Linked DNA regions of Gossypium hirsutum: region 1 is linked to region 2. The links are chromatin contacts, called in public Hi-C maps. All regions are on one chromosome and are shown on one strand. The core of a region is the stretch at or near the end of the contact, and the rest is flanking DNA. Distances in the headings are between cores, read along the strand shown.

Region 1 (6,398 bases), core at 2,204-4,703, 280 kb after region 2:
AAAAATGGCCTATTTCCCTAATTAAAAAAAATGACCTAAAAGGCCAATTAAAAAAAAACGACATATTTGCCTTATTTAGCCAATTACTTAACAATTAATTCTTACATTCATAAATAAGTTTTCTTTACGCTTGAATTCAATCTTTAAACACATCATTTTTAGTTGTTTTATTTTAAGCATTTCATATAAAAATAATAAAAGAGTCGAAATAATCGTTATATTAATACTCAATACTTTATAAAATTATAATTTTTAAGTAATTTTTATGACTGAGTTGGTGCTGAGTTAACTTGTGACATCAATTAAGTCAAATACATCATACAAGTATAAATAATAATATATATTGTTTTTATTTTTAAAGTACTATAATTATAATTATTTGATATATTACATAAAATTTGATAATTTATTTTATTCAAATTATGTTTGTCCTTTTTTTCATTATGATTTATTTATATTTATTATATAATTATTAATTAAGTTGGTGTCACAAATTTATTGTTGACCAACTTAATTAAGAAATTATATAAAAATCAATTTTCAAAAAATTAAAAAATATTACTGTAACAATATTTTTATCTTTTCATATTTTTATATAAAATCTATAAAAAAAACCCGAATATGAAGGATTTTTTTTAGATCAATAGATTTAAAAAATATGACACCATATTTCTTAACACCTCAATTTTACCATTTCAATCAAAACATTTTTACTTTTTAAAAAGAATTATAAACATAAAATCTACATAATTTTTTTACACCCATACCACAAAATTGTGTCATAATCTACTTTTAATAAATACTTATATTATGTTTAAAATAATTAAATATTCAAGCATTATGTTTAAAATAAATGGAAAATACTATTGGCATAAAGTTTTCTTTTCATATTTTACTTGAATTTAATTTTCTTCTCTTTGTATTGATTTGATGCATTTAAGATTGTCGACCCTGTTTTTTAAATACAGAATCATGATTTACAAAAAAAAAACTAAAATTAGTGTTTTCATTATGAACCATATAACCATCTTAGTTGTCAACAATTTCTTAATTCAATGGGAAATTCGATTCCAAATAATTTCATTTTCTTCTCTCAAATTTTTTTTTATAAAAAACCCATCTTTTAATTAATTAAAATTTAATGTCTACATGAATAAATAAAAATAAAGCATATAATAATACCACAAAAAGTCAATTTCAGTAATTAACTTTTACTTTTCAGAAAAAAAAAACAAATTCAAAAAGTTGGTACTATAATTCAAAAAAGAAAAAAAGAAGACATACAAGAGTAAAATTAAATGCATTATACTTAATATTTCTAAGAATAGGCTAAAATAGGGAGAAAATGATAGGTTAATAACTAAAATTATAGATCTTAACTAGGTTCAAATATTTTAAACACAATACGAAAATTTGATGTAAGCTAGTTTAATATATATAATGTATTTAAGTTTTAAAAAATTCATAATAATTTTATTAAATCTATTTTTGTGCTAAAAATAAAAAATATACATTAAAAAACAATTAATTATAATATCTTTTTTTTTTGTATATTATAAATGATGCTTGATAACCCTTTAAAAAAAAAAAGGAATGGCAAACACAAAGCATCAAATGACATTATGGCTTATGACAATACAGTATATACTACTCCAAAAAGCACTTTATAGTGAATAAATAAGGTTTTAAAAAGTACTGGCTGAATACCAGTATTTTGAGTTTCATTTTGTATAATATTTGTAAATTCTCATTATTTAAATTTAACTATATATTAATTTAAGTTGGAATATATTTAAAATTTAATTGGATTACACTTTGGTTAATATATTCGGATATCAATCTTATTATATTTATAATAAATACCTTAAAAATATAGGGATGTATAGCAGGGAGGGTGGGCCTAGGACTCCTCAACGGCCTCGATTGAGACCGCTAAACGAACAACATATTTTGTCTAAATTGTTCCTTTTTATTAGAGTAGTACGTGTATTGTTTTTGTTTTGACGTTATTTTGGGATTTCCGACCATTTTTTAATTTATCTATATTAAAATATTAAGCAAGATTGACATTGGAGATTCGTAACAGGATAATGAGGACTAGCAAGTGGAGATTCGGTATGTATCACGAACAACGAATATGACTATTCATGATAGAACAAGATAGTAAGGAGTTGCTAAACGTGGTTTTATTTTTTCTCATAATCACCTTTGATGGTGCAATGTGTAATGTTGAGGGATAAATGCTGAGTAATCAGTCTATTATTATCAGTTGAGCGTTATAATTCAACTTCCTTTTGTAACTGTTAGAATTAAGTGACCCAAATCCTTATTTAAATAAAATACTGTGGTAAAATAAAATAAAAGTGATCCCTTTTATTTTATTTTAGAATAAGGTTTCTAAACCTTATTAAACTCCATCTATTTGATATTATTTGAATAAGGAGTTTCACTCCTATTAGAATAAGGTTTACAAGCCTATAAATAGGCATAGTCTACTCCTCTTGTAATTAAGTTTTCGACATAGTGAATTTTCTTCTCCTCTGCCCGTGGTTTTTTCCCGAAAGGGTTTCCACGTAAAATTTGTGTGTTCTTTATTTTTCTATTTTTATTTTTCTTTGAAATATATTGTCATTACCGACATTATATTTTTCTCAGTAACTAAAAAAAAAAGAGAAGGGATTATATGAAATTGTGATTCCACGTCATCACTATCCCTTTCTAATAGGAGAATGACAAATTAGATTTTTTCTCCTGAAAAAATTTAAATTCAACTAAAAATGTTAAATTCAAGAGGAAAAATCGAATTCGTCATTTTCCTATTGGAAAGGGATAGAGATGACATGAAATCACAGATTCATACAATCCTTTCTCCTAAAAAAATAATTAAATATGATTTTGATTTAAAAGTAAAATTAAGATAGGTCATCAAGAATGAATTCTTTTTAGATATATCAATATTTGTTACTTTATAAAGAAATTGAGTTTTTAATTGTTTTCCAATTGAATTAATATACGGTTGACTTGTGATATACACTTAGCCAAAAACTTAAATATAATATAGATGTTTATAATTTATTTTTAAATTTTTAGTAAAACATATAAATTATAAATTATAAATTAAATTAATAACATAATTTTATTTTAAAAAAATAAATATGAACTGCTACAAATATAGGCAGCTACTGATGAATACCAAGATGGAAGCGATACGCTAATGATAATCGAATTATTCAATTTCTAATTTTGAATAATTCATTGAAAAATTAAATTTCAATTAATTTATCATAGTCTCTTTTAATTGAATTGGATTAAATTAAATTTAAGTAAATTATATTAATTCTTATGGCAACAAAATTTTACTTTTAACCCCATACTAAGCTTATGGTAATTTAGTTTTAAAATAATCAAATTTGAAAAGAAAATTGAAACAATCATGTGGCATTAGTGTAAGCATACACATGCAACGAAACAAGTGCGTCACTTTAATACATCCCATCATCCATAATTCATGATGGATGGATGGATGGATGGATGTGATGCCATCATCATCATCATCATTCCATGGAAACAAAAGAAGGGAGTGAAGGGGGGAAAATAAAAGAAAAATTCAATCTAATGGAATGAAATTTTGACGTCCGCAAAGGACAATACAAACACTCTCTTTCTCTCACTAGATACAGCGAAGAAGAACAGGGCACGTACTGAGACAAGAAAAAAGGAAAAGCAGAAGAATTGATTTAAGAGGAGAGCAAAAAGAAGGTTTTTTTTTTTTTGGTGAAGTGTAGACATATTAATTGCTTCAGATTATTGAAGCAAAAAAGAAGAAAAAAAAAGGAGTAGAAGAATTGAAGAGAAAGAGAGTTCAAAAGACATTTTGGTATTTTTTGTTTTGGGTATGTTTTGATTGAAATCAAAGCTTTGGAGATTTGGGAAACTTTCTTTACTTTTTTTATTTTCTTTCCCCTTCTTCTTTGTTTATCTTTTGACAGTAACTGTGAGAATTTTTCAACGCTGGTAAGTCTTCTCAAAGTCTCTTCAGCTTTGACCCTTTTGCTAGTTTTTTTTGGGGTTTAAGTCTGGATCATTGATTTCTGCTGTTAGTGGCTGGATCGAGTTTAGTTGCTTTTTTAATGTATTTGGTTAAACGTTCGTTTTTCTTCTAATAAAGTTGCAATTTTTTGGGGGTTTGGAGGTTAAAAATTTCAGCTTGGTCAGTTGATTTTACTGTCTTTCTCTAATTTTAAGTAAAATTTTGTTTGAGTTTTAATGAAATTTCTACGGTTTTGAGATTTGGGTTTTTCTTTAAGATTCGATTGGAGTTTGATTTTACGGTTATCGGATTTCAGTTTTAAATTTCTTTTTGTTGACAGTCTTAATTACTTTTTGTGCTGAATGTTAGTAAAATTATTTTTCGGATGATTTATGTTTCAGTGGATCTGAAAATTCTTATGTCTTCTTTTCTTTTATTAGGAATTCGAGGGAAAGCCATTCTAGTGTTGCTTGACTGTAAATGTTAGAATGCTCAGAATCAGAGCTTCTTCTTGGGCTTCGGTTTTCTTTGGTAATGGCCGCTTGTATGGTGGAGCAGAAAGCTATATGCTCAGGCACAGAACTGATCCCTTGTTATTTGTCCACAATGAGGACTGGAAAGTTAAAAGCAGCCAAGTTGGGCTGATTTCTTGAACTCTGCGGCTGATTTTTTTGTGTTTTGTTATTAACTGTAGTTTATTTAGTTGAATTCATGTTGTTTTAGATAGTTGTTACATTTTTGTGAGTGAGTTTTAGGTAGTTAGTCTTGAAACATGGTGCCATTAGGGTCTTCTACTCCAATAGGTGGTGCGCAGTCTGTTCCGTCATCTCTTTTGCGAACAAATTCAGGGATGCTAGGATCACAAGGCGGTGGCCTTCCTTCTCAATCTGGGTTTCCTTCATTAGTGTCTCCTCGTACTCAGTTTAATAATATGAATATGCTCGGGAACGTGCCTAATGTTTCTTCCCTTCTTAATCAGTCATTTGGGAATGGGGGTCCGAACCCTCAGCTTTCTGGTCCTGGGAGTGGCCAGCGTGGAGGAATCGATTCAGGGGCTGAATCTGATCCACTTTCGAATGTGGGTACTGGGATGGGGTTTAATGCCTCATCGTCATTTGTGCCATCGAACATGGCAAACCCTGGGTCGTCTGGTCAAGTTCAAAGTCAGCAGTATTCTAACCTTTTTGGTAACCATATTTTACCAGATCAACAACAGCCCCAACAACCGGAGTCACAGCAGTTCCAACATGGTCAACAAGGGATGCAACAGGTCTCTGCCCCTCACAACACCCAACAAGGACAGCAGCAGCAGCAGCAGCAGCAACAGTTTCAATCTATTAGAGGAGGGATGGCTGGTGTTGGGGCTGTCAAATTGGAGCCACAACTGACTAATGATCAGCACAGCCAGCCACAGCAGTTGCAAACGCTGAGAGATCTTGCTCCTGTGAAATTGGAACCACAACAAATCCCGCCTTCAAGAACTTTGGCACAGGTAAAAATGGAACCTCAACATTCAGATCAGTCATTTTTGCATCAGCAACAACAACAGCAGCAGCAACAGCAGCAGCAGTTGCTCCAAATGTCACGGCAGCCCCCACAAACTGCTGCCGCCCAAATCAGTCTTTTGCATCAACAAAGACTCTTGCAGCTACAACAGCAACACCACCACCAACAACTCTTGAAAGCAATGCCTCAACAAAGGCCTCAATTACCGCAGCAGTTTCAACAGCAGAATTTGCCTTTGAGATCACCTGTGAAATCAGCATATGAGCCTGGGATGTGTGCTCGGCGATTGACACATTACATGTATCAGCAACAACATAGACCTGAAGTAAGATCTCCATGGTCTGAAGATCTATTTCCACATGTGTGCAGTGGCTTTCTGGATGTAACATTTCTGTTTTTTCATGTAGGACAACAATATTGAATTCTGGAGAAAGTTTGTTGCTGAGTACTTCGCGCCAAATGCCAAAAAGAAGTGGTGCGTTTCTATGTATGGAAATGGCCGCCAAACAACTGGTGTTTTCCCTCAGGTCTGCTGATAAAAACTTGCCTATACTTCTCACTCTGAACCTTATTCAATTGGCATCTTATGTAATTGAATGAAGACAGTTATCTTTAGAACTTTACATCTTTGTTTGTTTGCTCACCTGATGATAAATACTTATACATTGAATTTCTCCTTGGGTTTTGGGTATATATTAATGGCAAAAGGATAATTGAACTGCTGTATAAATGTTACAGGATGTATGGCACTGTGAAATATGCAATAGGAAGCCAGGACGTGGTTTTGGTATGCCCTTTTCTTTTAAGTCTCTTTTTGTTCCTGTTCCTCTTTCTTTTTTTGGGATACAGTCAATGAACTAGT
Region 2 (5,919 bases), core at 1,886-4,385:
AGAGTATACTCAAAATTTTTTTATGAAATTAACTGCTAAGACCCTCTATTATAGGGATTGATCCAAATTAGTCTCTTTTTATATATATTTTAACAAAGTTAACATTTACTATTTAAATTTTTTTCTTCATTTTACAGTTCAACTCCAAACAAAAATATTTTATTTACATAACCATAAGAACTTTGAGTCTTTAAGAAAATGAAAAATCTGAGTATATACCTAAACTGAACATTGCCATCCCAAGGCCAGCATCGGAGATTATTTTTATTGAATACTTGACCAAACTCGGCATCCCTACATTCCACCTACACAACCCATGAGATTAAATCAAAGTTTATTATTAGCAAGTCATTAATCAAAACATTAATTTAGCTAGGGTTTTTAATTATGATATTTTGAAACTCACTTGAAAGAGATGAGAGACCAAAGAAGCCCTAAGATGCTTGAGTAAGTATTAGGGTTTCGAGAAAGCTTCCTTCCAACAACAATTAAAATGAGTCTCACCATCACTATGGCCTTTGGCATTTCTTGTTTGCTCCCCACTTCACCTTCCTTCCCATCTCCATTCATCTCCGCCACTGTTATTTTGGTGTTGTCTCTAAAGCTAATTTCCTTCTCTAAAAAAAAAAAAGAAATGTCAAGTCTTGATTTTTCTAATAAAAGTTAAATTGTAAAAATTATAAAATTTAGGGTCTAAATTACATATTAACCAAAAATTAAACCATGGGGAATGGGTGTGTTGATCACTATGGCAAATTTCTATTGATGAATTAGTAATAATATCAACGTGAAAATCATATTGTCATCCCTCTTATCATTACACACGTGCTCTAAGCTAATGATGTTATCTATCAAGTAAAGATCTGACTTTTCTATATAAGAAATTTAAAATAAAATTTTTATTACTTTGGTAATAGTGCTTGGTGGGGTACAATTTGTCTAATAATGTTTAACAAAATGTGATACACTAGTGAACATCATAATAGTTGGAGTTTAAATTTTGTATTTAAAAGTTTCATAAAATTAAAAATCGAAAAAACAAATTTATGAATATCTAAAAACTAAAAAAAATTCAGACAGGCACGTGTCTCGACATTTGTGTTCGTAGTTTTGTAAGACAAAACATACATGTACACTCCTGCAAAATCTGCATGTCTCTTTGAATTGTTTCTCAGATCTAAGGCAATTATTTTCAATAGTGCAATATTTGTGCGACAAAAATAGTAGGACAACTTTTGGAAACAAATTTATTTTGTTGTTATTAAATATTTGATATCGTGACAACAATCATATTTAATCATTATACTGAATTTAATAGTAAATACAATAATTTCAAGTAAAATAAAACATACAAATTATTATTGAAATTCGATAGTAAAGGGAAAAAAAATCTTAAGTCATTATCAAAATATTAGATATATTTTTTGTAATCTTAATTCTTCAAATAATATAGTGATGTGAAATTTACTTTCTAAAATAGAAAATTATTTTTAAATAATATTAGAAGTTTTTGCATGCACTTACCCCCAAGGTCTTTGAAGCCCTGCCTATTATCATCCCCACCACCATCTTGACAGTCCCAAACCATTTTTGTAGGAGGAACCACCGGAGACGGCTGCCGGAAAACTTTCCCACCAGCCACGGGAGACCTCATCCAGATTGGTGTATTCCCGGCTGCCGTAGTAATCACATCCATTTCATTAAAATTAGAAGCCCTTGGGGTCGGCTGCAAAGAGTAAGCATCCGACGAAGCATACCCGGACAAACGGGGGCTAACGGCACGGTAACCGAACCCCATGTCGCCGTTACAGAATACAATCTCGTTATTGTTGGGTCCGCCGGGGGTGTTAACGGAAAATATGTCGGCGTTAGAGAGGTTGGATGCTCTAGGGGTGAGGCAAATGGAGGATGATAGAGCCGATTCCGGAGCCGATGACGTGGACCGCCTGATTCGGACTCGAATACGGCCGTTGATGTCGGTTTCGGATTCTGTACGGAGAGGATCACGACCGTCCAATGAAATGACGTCGTTGTCGAGCTCGAATTTGGAAATGGTGGCAGCTGTGGGGCCCGGGAACTGGGTTTTGATTAAGAGCGTTGCCGCCCTGTATTCGAAGAGGAATAGCAATAGTGTGTACCTGCACTCGAAACGACGCCGTATGATTTTTATCTTATGTAAGGTTTTAATAATTCATTGTTATCTTTTTTCAAACAATATTGAGCTGACTTTTGCTTAGAAAATCACTCCCTAGTTTTACACGGTCAACTTTGATTTAATCCCAAAAAAAACCATATAAAATAGTTTTAGTTGAAAATAAAAGAAAATGGTCAAATTTTCTAAAAAAAAATAAAGACAAAAGTAATAGTTTGTGTTTTATTATATAAAATCATGCCACAATCAATTAAATGCAGAGACTATTTGAATATCTAATCACTGTATATTTTAGGCACTTCAATCATGTTATTTGTTTTTGGATACATCATCGCTGTTTTTGTATAGACAAATGTTTTTGTTTTTTGTAATAAAGATGGGGTAATTATTTTTTCATAATATAAAGATGAGATAATTATTTGATATCAATCCCATTTTTTTTCAACACAAATCCCTAGCAATTATACCATTTTAATCCGAAAAGATATATAAGATTGGAGTTAATGTATACCAGATGATGCATTGAAGAACAACGAGTTGAACCATGAGACTTTGAGTGAAATCTCCATACATAGCATTAAGCAAGGGGATGCCCATGACGAGAGTGTTGGGCAAAGTGGCGAGGGAGAAAAGGGTGATGAGCCAATCGAGTGAGCCACCAGGGAAGAATATAGCCCAAACCGAAAGCAAAGCAAGGACCAACACCTTGGACACCGTGTCCGCTATGATGAACTTGGTGTCCATCTGGTACGGGTTGTTTTGAGCTATGAAATGGAATGACAACACCGGCACCGCGAAAACCGCCACGAACCGGTTGATCCCCGAACACTGCTCCGGGCTGAATATTCGCCACCATTTCACCGATCCGTACGCTATTATCATTGCGAAATACAGTGGAACCATCGCACACATCACCTTGTAAAAATCACCCCCTGTTATCATCTTCACTCTTCTTCTTCTTTTTTTGGTTTTTTATTTAATTTTTTAAAGAGAAAATGGAAGAGATTATATAGAGGATTTATGGACAAATTTGGCCCTCGAAAAGTTGGTAATTTACTTTCTAAGGTACTGTAAGCAGCGGGAATTACGGTTCCAGATCTAATGATTAACTTTCTAATATAAATTTTCGTGCATGGGTTTGATAATGATATATTTTTATAATTTGACGTTTATATATATTATGAATGAATTATTGACATTTAATATTAATAAATAAAGTTATATGAGATATTTAATTCTAAAAGGTTTTAAAATTTTAATAAAGCCATACATAATCTATCAAATATGATATTAAATCATATGACAACCTGCATTTTGTAATATAGATTCTCTTAATATACTCTACACCATGTTTAATGTTATTATGAGTTCCTATTTGATGTGATTTTGATTTCCCTATTATCCCATATATACTGTTGATTCAAGCCCAAATTAATTATCTTACTTTGAAAACTAATTTATTTTTGTATCTTGATTGAATCGATTTCATTAATAATTATTTATTTAAAATATATTATATTATTACGATGGTATTTTTATTTTTTTATATAAAACCAATGAAACTTTAAATATAATTATAAATTCAACCAAAATTTTTAATAAACATAAATCGATCATAAAAATAAAACAAAAGCAAAATAGTCTAATAATTTGGTTTTCAACAAAACTCGGGTACTATCATTATCATTCGGTGTCGTTTCAGTCTACTGTTGACTATTTCCCCAAATAAAAAGCTGCAATAATGATTCATGAAGTGCACTTTGGGAAAGTAAAATAAGGGGGGTAAACTCTCCATGATATATAGCCATGATCTTATGTAAACACTGTGCTTTCGTCCCACACTTATTAGCCAGGTTGTTAAGAAAGTCCACTTTTTCTGTAAAATCTATTGTCAAAAATTATAAATTTGACAAATTTATGTACATATGATGAAACATAGATATTAATAAATAGATTGGATGTATATGTATAAAGTGAAAATAAAAAGGAGCTTTTGGTGGTCAATTTTTGCACGTATAAAGGGTACACATTATGCAGCAATTTACGAAGTGGTTTGGTTGATGACGATGGGGTCGAGGGTGGGGGATCACACGATTGGCCGAGCCTGCCTCTGCCAAAGACAATGGGACCATATCAAGGCATGATTCATCCACAAACAGCCTATACTGAAAGCTGATTATTCTGCCTATATCAATTATATATAAATGTGTGTCAAACCAACCGGGAACCAGCTTGCATGTTCTCATGTTTTCCATAATTTTTTTTTATGATTACACGATTCAAATATAATATAATAATCAAAACATGCGGTAAATTAAGAAATCACTGAATACATATGAAGTTGTTAAAAATTAATTTATATACTATAAATGATCATATCGAAATATATAAATATAATACTTGAATATACATCAATTAAAATGTTTCAAAATAAATTTTATTCCAGTTGCATGCTGCATATGGATTCTATCACGCACTCAATGAAAGCAAATGTAGTCTTTAATCGAAGAGAGAATATACAATCCGAATGCATCGTACGTGCAACATTTACATTTAGTAGTCATTATTTTAATGAATAAGAATGAGATACTTAATCATGCATCCGTATGTGTCGATAATTATAGATTTGAGGTTACAACCTATGCTTTTTAAAATTTTTAGGATTCATGCTAGGAAAGCCTATGAACCACCTCGCGTAGAGAGTAGCAAAATGGGGCTTGCTCGGTTATCATATCTAGAAAGCAAACAAGATGGATCCTCTCACCAAACACCATTGAACCATTGAAATACCAAGTTGAGTTCTAATCATAATATTTGGAGACAAATTTTATCCCAAAGAAATTAAGGATATCCTATGAGAATAACACATATATGATAAGGTTATTAGACGAGCACTTGATAACTAGCTTTCGTAATGATATATAATGGGGAGAGCACAATCATGGCACTTTAGTGATGTAATCCAAGTTGAAGTATCGTTCCCCGTAAACACATATCAAAATCTTTCTCTCAATATCTTACAGTTTTAACTTTAACATATATTACCACGAATTAACTTTTACATTGACATATCAAAATCTTTTTCTCATTTCACAAACATAACATAAACACTTAATTCACATGTTCACTTTTACATATTATTACACATACACATACACATACACATACACATACACATACACTTTTACTTTCACATATCACTTTTACAGTCCTTAGTGAGTCTTAGAGGAGTTTAAAATTTACACTAGAACTCCAATAAACACGTCACATAACTCAATACTCCTTTCTTAATCCCCTTCGAACCCCCATATCACCAACCCGATTCCTATCTGAACCCCCAACCCCTCTCAACTCCAAATTCATTCCATTATCATATATCATATTTCCTCTGAGTTCACTAAGGCATTTATTCACATATCACTTTCATATAGCATACTTGATATATCACACATATCACTTTGTATCATATTACTTTACTTTGAATCACATAAACACATTCACTACATTTTTATTTCACATATTCGCTTTATTCACAATACAAACATAACATATATTCACCACAATTAGCACTTTAGATTTCAATTCACTATCATTAAGTTTACTTTCTTATAACACTTCTTAAATATTTTATTTCACTATTTTAGCGAACTTAGTAATTTTTGAACATTTTACAATTTAATCCCTAAATTCATGAAAAATTCAATATTTACTTTTATAACACTTTAATATCACTATTCACTTCATTTAAACCTTTAATCACAATATTT

The links. Hi-C and Micro-C count contacts between places; a contact is called where the count stands out from the background.
Region 1: a contact with region 2 is called in a Hi-C map of leaf, with 3 times the contacts expected there. The contact joins the promoter of LOC107910419 here to the promoter of LOC107910425 in region 2. A contact is called at or near these places in 3 of 34 Hi-C or Micro-C datasets (all in leaf).

The regions. Positions count from the first base shown.
Region 1 is chrD02:11,305,475-11,311,872 of Gossypium_hirsutum_v2.1, forward strand. LOC107910419 (transcriptional corepressor SEUSS) reads left to right here and starts at 3,454. Exons shown (of 10, transcript XM_016838252.2): 1 at 3,454-3,893; 2 at 4,471-5,861; 3 at 5,944-6,063; 4 at 6,275-6,323. The coding sequence starts at 4,803.
Region 2 is chrD02:11,026,883-11,032,801 of Gossypium_hirsutum_v2.1, forward strand. It overlaps LOC107910425 (auxin efflux carrier component 6), which reads right to left and starts at 3,136. Exons shown (of 7, transcript XM_016838263.2): 1 at 2,664-3,136; 2 at 1,525-2,138; 3 at 407-617; 4 at 220-305. The coding sequence starts at 3,094.